3 separate regions of the Sus scrofa genome follow, and all the other regions are linked to region 1. The links are chromatin contacts, called in public Hi-C and HiChIP or PLAC-seq maps. All regions are on one chromosome and are shown on one strand. The core of a region is the stretch at or near the end of the contact, and the rest is flanking DNA. Distances in the headings are between cores, read along the strand shown.

What was found. Hi-C and Micro-C count contacts between places; a contact is called where the count stands out from the background. HiChIP or PLAC-seq counts read pairs in DNA pulled down with a chosen protein or histone mark.
Region 2: a contact with region 1 is called in a Hi-C map of liver, with 2.9 times the contacts expected there. The contact joins the promoter of KIAA0232 here to the promoter of BLOC1S4 in region 1. A contact is called at or near these places in 1 of 5 promoter capture datasets (liver), 13 of 47 Hi-C or Micro-C datasets (alveolar macrophages, brain, embryonic fibroblasts and 5 more) and 2 of 2 datasets of contacts at active chromatin or transcription factors (alveolar macrophages and skeletal muscle).
Region 3: an H3K27ac HiChIP or PLAC-seq map of alveolar macrophages shows a contact between it and region 1. The contact joins the enhancer-like site here to the promoter of BLOC1S4 in region 1. A contact is called at or near these places in 1 of 5 promoter capture datasets (liver), 4 of 47 Hi-C or Micro-C datasets (embryonic fibroblasts, epiblast stem cells, liver and 1 more) and 2 of 2 datasets of contacts at active chromatin or transcription factors (alveolar macrophages and skeletal muscle).

What each region holds. Positions count from the first base shown.
Region 1 is chr8:4,094,228-4,097,372 of Sscrofa11.1, reverse strand. It overlaps BLOC1S4 (biogenesis of lysosome-related organelles complex 1 subunit 4), which reads left to right and starts at 1,583. Exons shown (of 1, transcript XM_003356845.4): 1 at 1,583-3,145. The coding sequence starts at 1,623. The coding sequence ends at 2,279.
Region 2 is chr8:4,029,237-4,032,724 of Sscrofa11.1, reverse strand. It overlaps KIAA0232, which reads left to right and starts at 1,330. Exons shown (of 13, transcript XM_021100968.1): 1 at 1,330-1,572.
Region 3 is chr8:3,982,961-3,986,190 of Sscrofa11.1, reverse strand. All of the region lies in intron 3 of KIAA0232, which reads left to right. Among named protein-coding and RNA genes, the nearest start is that of KIAA0232, 47 kb to the left of the region's middle. Within about 2 kb of position 1,265, at least 3 of the 83 cell types and tissues checked have an H3K27ac peak or open chromatin away from gene starts, as enhancers often do. A contact at or near this core is called in alveolar macrophages, where this site is marked.

The DNA.
Region 1 (3,145 bases), core at 334-2,833:
GGACGGTTAGCACAAGTTATTATGGCCTAGCATCCCCTTCCTTCCTGACCCCTCATGGTCTTGATGCACATGTGATGTTGGGGTCTCCCTAACCCTGAGCATGGGAAGTATGTGACCTTTCGATGTTTGCCCAAGCAGGAATTAGCTGTTCTCTGGTCTGGCCCTGCCACTACCTTTGCTTAAAAGTGCCCACAGGAGGAGTTCCCATCGTGGCACAGTGTTTGGCGACTCTGACTAGGAACCGTAAGATTTCGGGGTCGATTCTTGGCCTTGCTCAGTGGGTTGGCGATCTGGCGTTGCCGCGAGCTGTGGTGTGGGTTGCAGACGTGGCTCGGATCCCGTGTTGCTGTGGCTCTGGCGTAGGCCAGTGGCTGCAGCTCCAATTAGACCCCTAGCCTGGGAACTCCATGTGCCATGGGAGCAGCCCTAGAAAAGACAAAAAAAAAATGTCCACAGGAGACAAAGTCCATTTATTTACTCTGTTCTGTTGTTATTTTTAAAATTTTTTTATTTTTTGTCTTTTCAGGGCTACACCTTCGGCATATGGAGGTTCCCAGGCTAGGGGTTGAATTGGAGCCGTTGTTGCCAGCCTACTCCACAGCCACAGCAATGCCAGGTCCGAGCCGCATCTGCAACCTACACCACAGCTCAGGGCAGCACCCAGATCCTTAACCGACTGTTTGAGGCCAGGGATCAAATCCGCAACCTCATTGTTCCTAGTCTATCTCAAAGAATAAACAGGAGGCTGGCTGTAAAAGTCTAACCTGGAGCCTACCCACCTTGTGCCTCAGTATTATATTTTGACCTGGTTGGAGGTTACATGGTTGTATGGATATGAACAAAACAATAAATGTGTACTTTTTTTTTTTTAAACTATACCTACTGCATATGGAAGTTCCTGTGCCAGGATCGAATCCAAGCTATGAGAAAGCAACACTGGATTCTTAACGCAGTGCTTGGGCCAGGGATTGAACACCTGCCACTGCAGAGACAAAGCCAAGCCCTTAACCCACTGCACCACAGCGAGAATTCCATCCATGTGTACATTTAAGATTCATTTATTGTATTCGTTATACTTTCATATTTTTAAAAAGGGTTCTGAGAGTTCCCGTTGTGACTCAGTGGGTTAAGGACCTATCCTTGTCTCTGTAAGGATGCAGGTTTGAAAAATAAAATAAAATAAAAATAAAAATAATTAAAAAAAACCAAAAGGATGCAGGTGTGATTCCTAGCCTTGCTCCGTGAGTTAAGTATCCAGTGTTGCCGTAAGTCGCCATGTAGGTCGAAGATGCCGCCCAGATCCGTGTTGCTATGGCTGTCGCACAGGTCCCAGTTGCAGCTCTGATTTGACTGTTAGCGGGGGACCTTCTATATGCAGGCGCAGCATCAAAAATATAAAAAAGGGTTCTGAGCATGAACGTATACGCGGGGCCTGAGTGCTCCGGCCGCTGCAAGCGGAGGTGGCGCGGGCGCGCGCACGTGCCTGCGGCGGGCAAGGGACCAGAAACAAGGGGATTGCGCGGCGCAAAGTGCGCGCGTGGAGGCCGGAAGTGTGGCTGCGTGCCATGCGTGCGCATGCGCGCTGAGACCGGAAGTGGGTGGAAGTCTGGGCGTCGCGCGCCATGGAGGGTGACCCGGTTGGGTGCCTGCGGCCGCTGGAGGTGCCAGCGGCAGAGGAGGCGGATCCCCAGGTAGCTTCTTGGAGCGGGGACAGCGGCAACGTGTCCCAGAGCCACAGCAGCGCCTCTGGGCCGTGGGAGGACGAGGGTCCCGAGCTGGGCGCGCCGGGCCGGGACCTGCCGCTGCTGCGCCGCGCAGCCGCCGGCTACGCCACCTGCTTGCTGCCCAGCGCCGGGGCGCGCCCCGAGGTCGAGGCCTTGGACGCGAGCCTGGAGGATCTGCTCACCAGGGTGGACGAGTTTGTGGGTATGCTCGACATGCTGCGCGGCGACTCCTCCCACGTGGTTAGCGAAGGCGTGCCTCGCATTTACGCTAAGGCCACCGAGATGCGTCGGGTCTACAGCAAGATCGACCGGCTCGAGGCCTTCGTGGGGATGATCGGCGCCAGCGTGGCCAGGATGGAGGAGCATGTCGCCAGGGCGGAGGCCGAGCTGGGGACTTTCCCTAGTACATTCCGGAAACTCCTGCACACAATTAACGTGCCGTCCTTCTTCAACAAGGCGCCCTCCAGCAAATCCCAGCTGACGGGATACGAGCCCCCCGTCGTGTTTCGGACAGAAGACCACTTTCCCTGTTGCAGCGAAAGACCTCAGGTGTGAGTCTGCCGCACAGCGCTGCAAGAGGACGCGGTCTGAAATTATCAATTGAAAGTGCTGTTAATAGACATGCACGATGTTGGAGTTTGGAATTTTCAAGTAATTTTTTGCACACTTCATTTCTCACGTCTTCATCTCACATAGGATATAAGATTTTCTTTTTCTTTTTTCTTTTCTGCCCTGTGGCATGCGTTAGTTCTGGGGTCAGGAGAAGAACCTGTGCCACAGCAGTGGCTTAAACTATAGCAGTGACAACACCAGATCCTTAACCTGCCGAGCCACCAGGGAACTCCAGGATACATGATTTTCTATGTCTTCCAGTTCAGACTTGAAAGCTACTTGGTGTGGGGTTTGTGCGGGTAGGGACCAGGAAGCAAAATAAATGAATTTATGTATGCACTGTGGCAGAACTTATTTATTTTACGGCTCAACTAATAGTAATATCTTTTCAAGATTTGCATACTTGTATACACTTAAGAAAACTGAGCCTTTAAAGCCTTGTTAATTTGATCCCAATAGTGATTCAGTTTTCCATAGCTTACTTTTACTTTATTATTATTATTATTATTGTTATTTGTCTTTTTAGGGTCACACCTGCAGCATATGGAGGTTCCCAGGCTAGGGGTCCAGTCTGAGCTGTAGCCGATGGCCTGCCAGAGCCACAGCAACAGCAGATCTGAGTGGCATCTGCGACCTACACCGCAGCTCACGGCAACGTCGGGATCCTCAACCCACCGAGTAAGGCCAGGGATCAAACCTGAGTCCTCATGGATACTAGTCAGGTTCGTTAATTGCTGAGCCATGATGGGAACTCTTACTTTATTATTATTATTATTATTTTGCTTTTTTTAAGGCCACACCCTTGACAT
Region 2 (3,488 bases), core at 81-2,580, 64 kb after region 1:
TGTGAAATCCCAGGTCTGGGAGCACCTGGGAGCTAGACTCCAAAGCTCACTACTTGTCCCTTCTTGGCACCCAGTTCACTCTGGAACTCCCGCGTGCACACTTTCATTCTCTCCCTCTTTTCAGAGTTTGATCTCCAGCCAGGCCCAGAACAGGTGCTCCGAAGACACTGATTGAATGCATTGTGATTCATATGGGATGCAGTCAACTGAGAAGAATGCCACAGAAGAAAATTGAGGGGAAGCTGATGAAGGGAGAGAGCTGTGTAAAGGGAGAAGACCCCAGGTCTCAGAGCCAGGAGCTTGGGTCCAAATCCTGCAAGAGGCGGGATGGTTTAGGGGAGTCAGAAAACCTCGCCTACTCACGAGCAGTAAAGTTTAGGAGAAATCGGTAACTATCTCTGAGCCTCAGTTCCTCTCCCGAGTAATGGGGATGGTAGCCTTGACCCAAGATTCTTCTCAAGAACAAAGGACAAGGGTACAGGAAACCCCTTTGTAGACAGTCTGTACATAGTTCGTGGTCCATTCCTCCAGCACCCCCGCCCCTAGGATCCAGTTTGCCCCTTCCAGTCTGTCAGTGAGCTGGTATGGGAACTTTGCTTCAGTTCTGAACAGAAAAGTCCAGTGGCCAGCATCTAGTAGGTGCTCAACAGATACATCACTGAACAACGGCAGGTAGCGCCCCCCCCCCCCCCCCCGCACAAGTCCTCGTCCCTCTTTTGTAAATTGGCAATCTCCCACCCGGGCTCAGGGCTCCTTCCTCTCTGCTGCCTATGATACTTAAGCTGCCTTTTTAAGGACAGGCCTAGAAATCACATTTAAGTAAAGTGGGTGGGTGTGAAGAAACTTTGACTAAAAGGTTAGTGCACATTTTTGGTTCCCACTTCCGAATCTTCCAGAATTTATTTTTGCCTACTTAATAAAAACAGCCATGTCACATTTCTTTAGCTTGTCTTCTGGGTTAAAAAAAATGTTAAACCGCCCACTCCAGCCATCCCAGGACGCAGCGAGGAGGGGGGCGCAGACAGGTGGAGCATGTGCCGGGAAGCAGGAGCGGCCGAGGCGGCCCGGGGGCGGGAAGGGTGGCGGCGGAGTTTAAGGGCTTTTGCCAAGAGCAGCCCCACGCGCCCCTCCGCAGGGGCAGCCTCGGCTCCGACAACTCGCACACTGGGTGGGCTCCCGCCTCCGGCCCTCGAGCCTCTCAGGACCCAAGCGCGGCTGCAGAGCTGGCCCGGGCCAGGGGGCCCTCCGCGCGCCCGCACGCCCCCGCCCCGGGGCCCCGCGCCCGCTGGAGGGGCGGGGCCCCGGGGCGGGGCGGTGGCGCTGATGTAATCCCGGCGCCTGGGCGGAAGGATATGGAGCGCGCCCGGTTGGCGGGGCGCTGAGGCCAGTTGCCGGGTAACGGAGCGGAGCGGCCGCGGCGCGCCGCCTCCCGCCCTCCGCCGAGTGGCGCCGGAGCCGCCGCCGCTTTACGTAAGGCGCAGGCCAGGGCCGCCCGGCGCTCGGCAGCGGCTCGGAGCCCTCGGAGCGAGGAGGCGCCCTCGCCGGCCGCCGCGCCGCCCGGCTGCTCAGCAGGTACCGCGGGCGGGCGCAGGGTGGGCTGGGGCCCCTCGGCCCGGCAGGCGCGGCCGGGCCGGGCGGGCCGCCGCAGCGGGGCTCCGGGGCCGGCCTGAGGGAGGCCGGGCCGTCCCGCCGGGCCGCGGGCTCCGCGAGGACCCCGGCCGGGCCCCGGGCGTGCGGTGGGCTGCGGGCCCGGCGACCCCCGCCCTGGGGACCCCTGCGCCGGGCTCGGCGCGCGCGGGGGGCGGGCGATGAGTCCGCACAATGGGCCGGTGTCGCCGCGCTGGGAGCGGCTCTCTGGGGGGAGGCGAGGCGGGGAGTGGATGTGCGGCCGGGCTGCGGAGCCCGGGGAGCGGCGGCCGCGGGGCTCCCGGCGCGGCCGGCCGGCGGGTGGGCGCTCGCGGCGCTGCCCTCGCCCCGCCGCGTCCGCCCGCCCCCTCCCCTCCTGCATTGTCCTTTAGGGGCCGGGGAAGGGAAACCGCCGGCGGGGGAGGGGCGGGGCGGGGCGGGGCCGGCGCCGACTGACGGGCCTGCGGGCCGGTGGCGCTGCGCGCGCGGGGCGGGCGCTGGCGGCGGGGCGGGCCCTGCGGCGCAAGGTTCGCCGAAGGTTACGGCCGCCCGCGGGAGGGACGGGCCCGCAAAGTCACCCGCGGCGGCGGCGGCGCGGGAGGGCCGGGGCCCGCTGGGGCGGCTCCCGAGCCCTGGCGGCCCCGGCGGCCCTTCGGCGCTGCCGGCTCGGCGGCGTCCGAGGAGCGGGTGGTCGCGTGGGAAATGCTGCCTGCCGCGCCGGGACGCGGCGTGCGGCGCGCGGTTGACAGGCCCTGCCTGGCGCCTGGCGGCAGACCCCCAAATCGTGACAGGCCCGGTTTAAGATTTCTCTTTGGCCACCTTTCAGTTTCAGTCCTTTCTCGGCAAGCTCTGGAGACCTAACCTCGTAGAGTGTAGATTGAGCGGCTCGGGGGACATGCGGTGCTTTGAAATGGTTTAACTCACTGTGCTTTCTGCTAATAAAGACCCGGGGAGGATTCCTGGCTGTCTAGGTTGGCTGCTTCATTCAAGTTCCTGAGAATGAGTTTTGCTTCTCTGGGTCTTCGCTCGTTTTGAAAAAAAAGCAGGGGTGGAAGACTGGTGTGGGGGGAGGGGTGCGCAGTTTTGATGACTAGGTGATGCTCTGGGTAAAACTAACTATACAGTCAAATCCCCAAGCTAGGTTTCTCTTATGCGGTATAAGCCCGAACACCTTGGCCGTTTCATAGGCTTTGAATTTAACGAGGGGAAATCTACCCCTCCGCAGCCTGAAGGTCACATAGCCTCCCATCGGTTATTTTGGATTGATCCATTCGTGAGTGGGTCTCAGGACCTGAATGACGTTTCCTTGTGGCCAAGATTATTTATGAAATTGTGCCTCTGCATACCTATACGTAAGCTTCATGCCGATAATACTTTTTATGTCTCTATTCAGTGGCTGTACTTACTGAATAATGCATTTTTAATAATTCAAAAATATTTACTGCTTCCGGAGTTCTCTTCATGGCCCGGCAGTAACGAACCCGACTGGTATCTATGAGGATGGGGGTTTGATTCCTGGTGTCGTTCAGTGGGTTAAAGATCTGCTGTTACTGTGAGCTGTGGTGTAGATCGCAGATGCGGCTCAGATCTGGCATGGCTTGTGGCATAGGCTGGCAACTGCAGCTCTGATTCGACCCCTAGTCTGAGAACTTCCTTATGACGTGGGTATGGCCCTAAAAAGATCAAAACAAAACAAAAAATGTATTTTGCTGCTTCAGGTTGGGCATATGTATAAAGGTTCTTACATAAGCCGGTGTCATCAATGACATGTCACTTTGGCCACTGAAACATTGAAGGAAGAAGATAATATTACTCCTAATATTTTGTAGAAAGTAGAACTAGAGGTACAGATTTTTTGTTTT
Region 3 (3,230 bases), core at 16-2,515, 110 kb after region 1:
TGCTATATTTATATTTATTTGTACATCTCCTCTCCTGGAATACACAATTCATGAAGTTAGGGACTTTGTCATATTTTCTGCTTTATTCCCAGCCCTTAAAACAATTTTCGGGACCTAGACGATGCTCCTGTTTTTACAGAAGAAATGAGTAGATGTGTGCTTCTTTCTCAGGTGGGTGGCTTGTGTGTGCAGGGCAGCAGGATGCAGATACTGGCCCTCCACACTGGGCCTGCCCCCAGAGAAGTCCCAGCATTTCTTCTCTCATCATCCCCCCACCCCATTTTTTATAGTGGTGAAATACTCATAACATAAAATGTACCATCTTTCCCATTTCTAAGGGTGCAGGTCAGTGGTATTAAATATATCCGGTATGTCTCTCTGCTGTCACCACCATTCATCTCCAGAACTCTTTTCATCCTGTGAAATGGAAATGTTATAATTCCCCTTTGCCTCTAGCCCCTGGCAACCACTACTGTACTTTCTGTTGCTATGATTTTGACTGCTCCTAAGTATCTCATATCAGTGGAATCACACTTTCTGTGGCTGGCCAGATCCGAGCCTCATCTGCGCCCTACGCCGTAGCTCATGGCAATACTGGATCCTTAACCCACTGAGCGAGGCCAGGGGTGGAACCTGCGTCCTCATGGATGCTAGTCAGATTTGTTGCCACTGTGCCACAACGGGAACTCCATGGATTTCCTTCGTTTTTAAGACTGACTCAGGAGTTCTCGTCATGGCACAGGGGTTAACGAATCCGACTAGGAACCATGAAGTTGCGGTCGATCCCTGGCCTTGCTCAGTGGGTTGAGGATCCAGTATTGCCATGAGTGTGGTGTAGGTTGCAGATGCAGCTCAGATCCTGTGTTGCTGTGGCTCTGGCGTAGGCCAGTGGCTACAGATCCAATTCGACCCCTAGCCTGGGAATCTCCATATGCCACGGGAGTGGCTCAAGAAAAGGAAAAAAGACCAAAAAAAAAAAAAAAGGACTGACTCATATTCCATCCCATGGATGTGCCACACTTTGCTCAGCCACCCATCAGTGGGCACACGGGTCTCGTCCACGTTTTAGCTGGTGTGAACTGTTGCCTTGACCATGGTGGGCAGTCATCTCTCGAGAACCTGGTTTCAGCTTTGAGCGGTAGGTATAGACCCAGAGGGGAATCACGGGATCTGTGGTAACTTGTGTTCAGTGTCTTGAGGGACTGATACTGGCTGCACCGCGTTCCAGCCCAGCCCGTGCACAGGGTGCCCTCGGCCCAGAGCCTCACCAGCACTTGTTAGTTCCTGTTCTTGGTTTTGCTTTGTTTTGTTTTAATGGCGCCATCCTGATTGGTGTGAGGGTAGCTTGTTACAATTTTCATTTGCATTTTCTCTGATGATTGATGATGCTGAGCCTCTTTTCTTGTGTGTATTGGCCATTTGCATATATTCTTTGGACACTTTCAGACCCTTTTCCCATTTTTGAATCTGATATTTGTTTTGTTGTTTCCGAGTTTTAGAATTTCTCTCCAGGTTTGGAAATTAACCTCTTATCAGATACATAATTTGCAAATATCTCCTCGCATTCCGGGGGGTTGCCTTTTCACTCTGTTTATGGTGTCTTTCAGTGCCCCAGATTTATAATTTTTTATGAAGCTGAGTTTGTCTTTTTTTTTCTTTTGTTACTCGTGCCTTTGGTGTTGTAATACAGAAGTCATTGCCAAATCCACTGCCAGGAGGCTGTGCCCTTTGTTTCTTCCAAGAGTTTTGCAGTTTTAGCTTTTATGTATAGGTCTTTTGACTTAAGTTTTAGGAACGGTGTGTGGTAAGAGTCCCTCACTCTTGTGCATGTGGATATGTAGTTTTTTCAGCCCCACTTGTTGAAAAGACTGTCCTTTCCTCATGCAGTGGTCTTGACACCTTTGTGGAAAATCATTTGAGCACTTAATACGATGGTCTATTACTGGGCTGTCTCTTCTAGTCCTTGATGTGTCTGTCTTTGTGTCTGCCAGCACCACGCTGTTTTGATGACTGTAGCTTTGTGGCAGTTTCTTTTACATCCTCTGTTTAAATCTCGCCTCAGGCCCTATCATCTAGATGATTGCCTTTTCTGTTTTTTTGTTTTTGCCCGCAGGTTAAATAAGAAGTAATTCCAGTATTGATGGCCGTTTGAGAGTGCTCATGTTTGTATTCAGCAACGCTTGTTTGTTCTTTCAGCCACCCGGAAGCATGCCCTGCAGGTTGTCACTGTTAGTGTAGCATTTGCAGAGCTTTCCTTTCTACGTTCCTGTCATGAACAGCAACAGTTACAAAATCTGACCCATCCTGAGTTCCTCCAGTGTTTGCATATACTTGGTTTTTTGGGATGTGTTTTTTTTGGTCTTTTTTCAGGGCCGCACCCACGGCGTATGGCGGTTCCAGGCTAGGGGTCCTGTCAGAGCTGTAGCTGCCGGCCTACGCCAGGGCCGCAGCAACAAGGGGTCCGAGCCGCGTCTGCGACCTACACCGCAGCTCACAGCAATGCCAGATCCTTAACCCACTGAACGAGTTAAGGGGATCGAACCTGCATCCTCACGGATGCCAGTCAGGTTCATTAACTGCCTAGCCATGACAGGAACTCCAGTACTGCATATACTTGTATTTCAGTGATCATTCACTCAGTGGACAGTAATTTAAATTAACTTTACACGTAAGGAGAGTGAAAATAAAATTTAGAGTGGGAGTTAGTACCAGCAGTGCGTACACGGATTCACATGCACACACTCCCGCAGACCCGTCATAAAAGGGGTGGGGTTTTTGGTGAAATCTTTCCATAGAATTGAGAAAATGTTTTGAGTACAGCTCCTGCATTTAATGCACATTTCTGGTTTTTTCCTCACCCATGTCCATGACCTTCTGGACACTGGCAGGCACCAGGAGCCAGGGGATGCCTCGGGAAGGTCCCTCGGAGTCAGCTGCCAGGTCAGGGGTCTGTGAAGTGCTCTGGCTGTGCACAGCCTGGGGCACTGCAGGGGTACGTGGCAGCAGGAAGGCCAGGAGATGACCGTCGAACAGCCTTGAAGGAAGAAGAAAAGAAGGGCCCGTTCCCGGTCACAGCACCAGGAAGGGGCCTGACATGGTGAGGCCAGAGGAGTGCCGTGAGGGGTGGGAGGAATCCGACTGAGGACGGCGAGCCGGAAGCCGGCTCCGAGGGACCTGAGATGCTCTGCTAGGGGATTTGTATTTTAGTCCTGGAGGCGAAAAGACCCAGG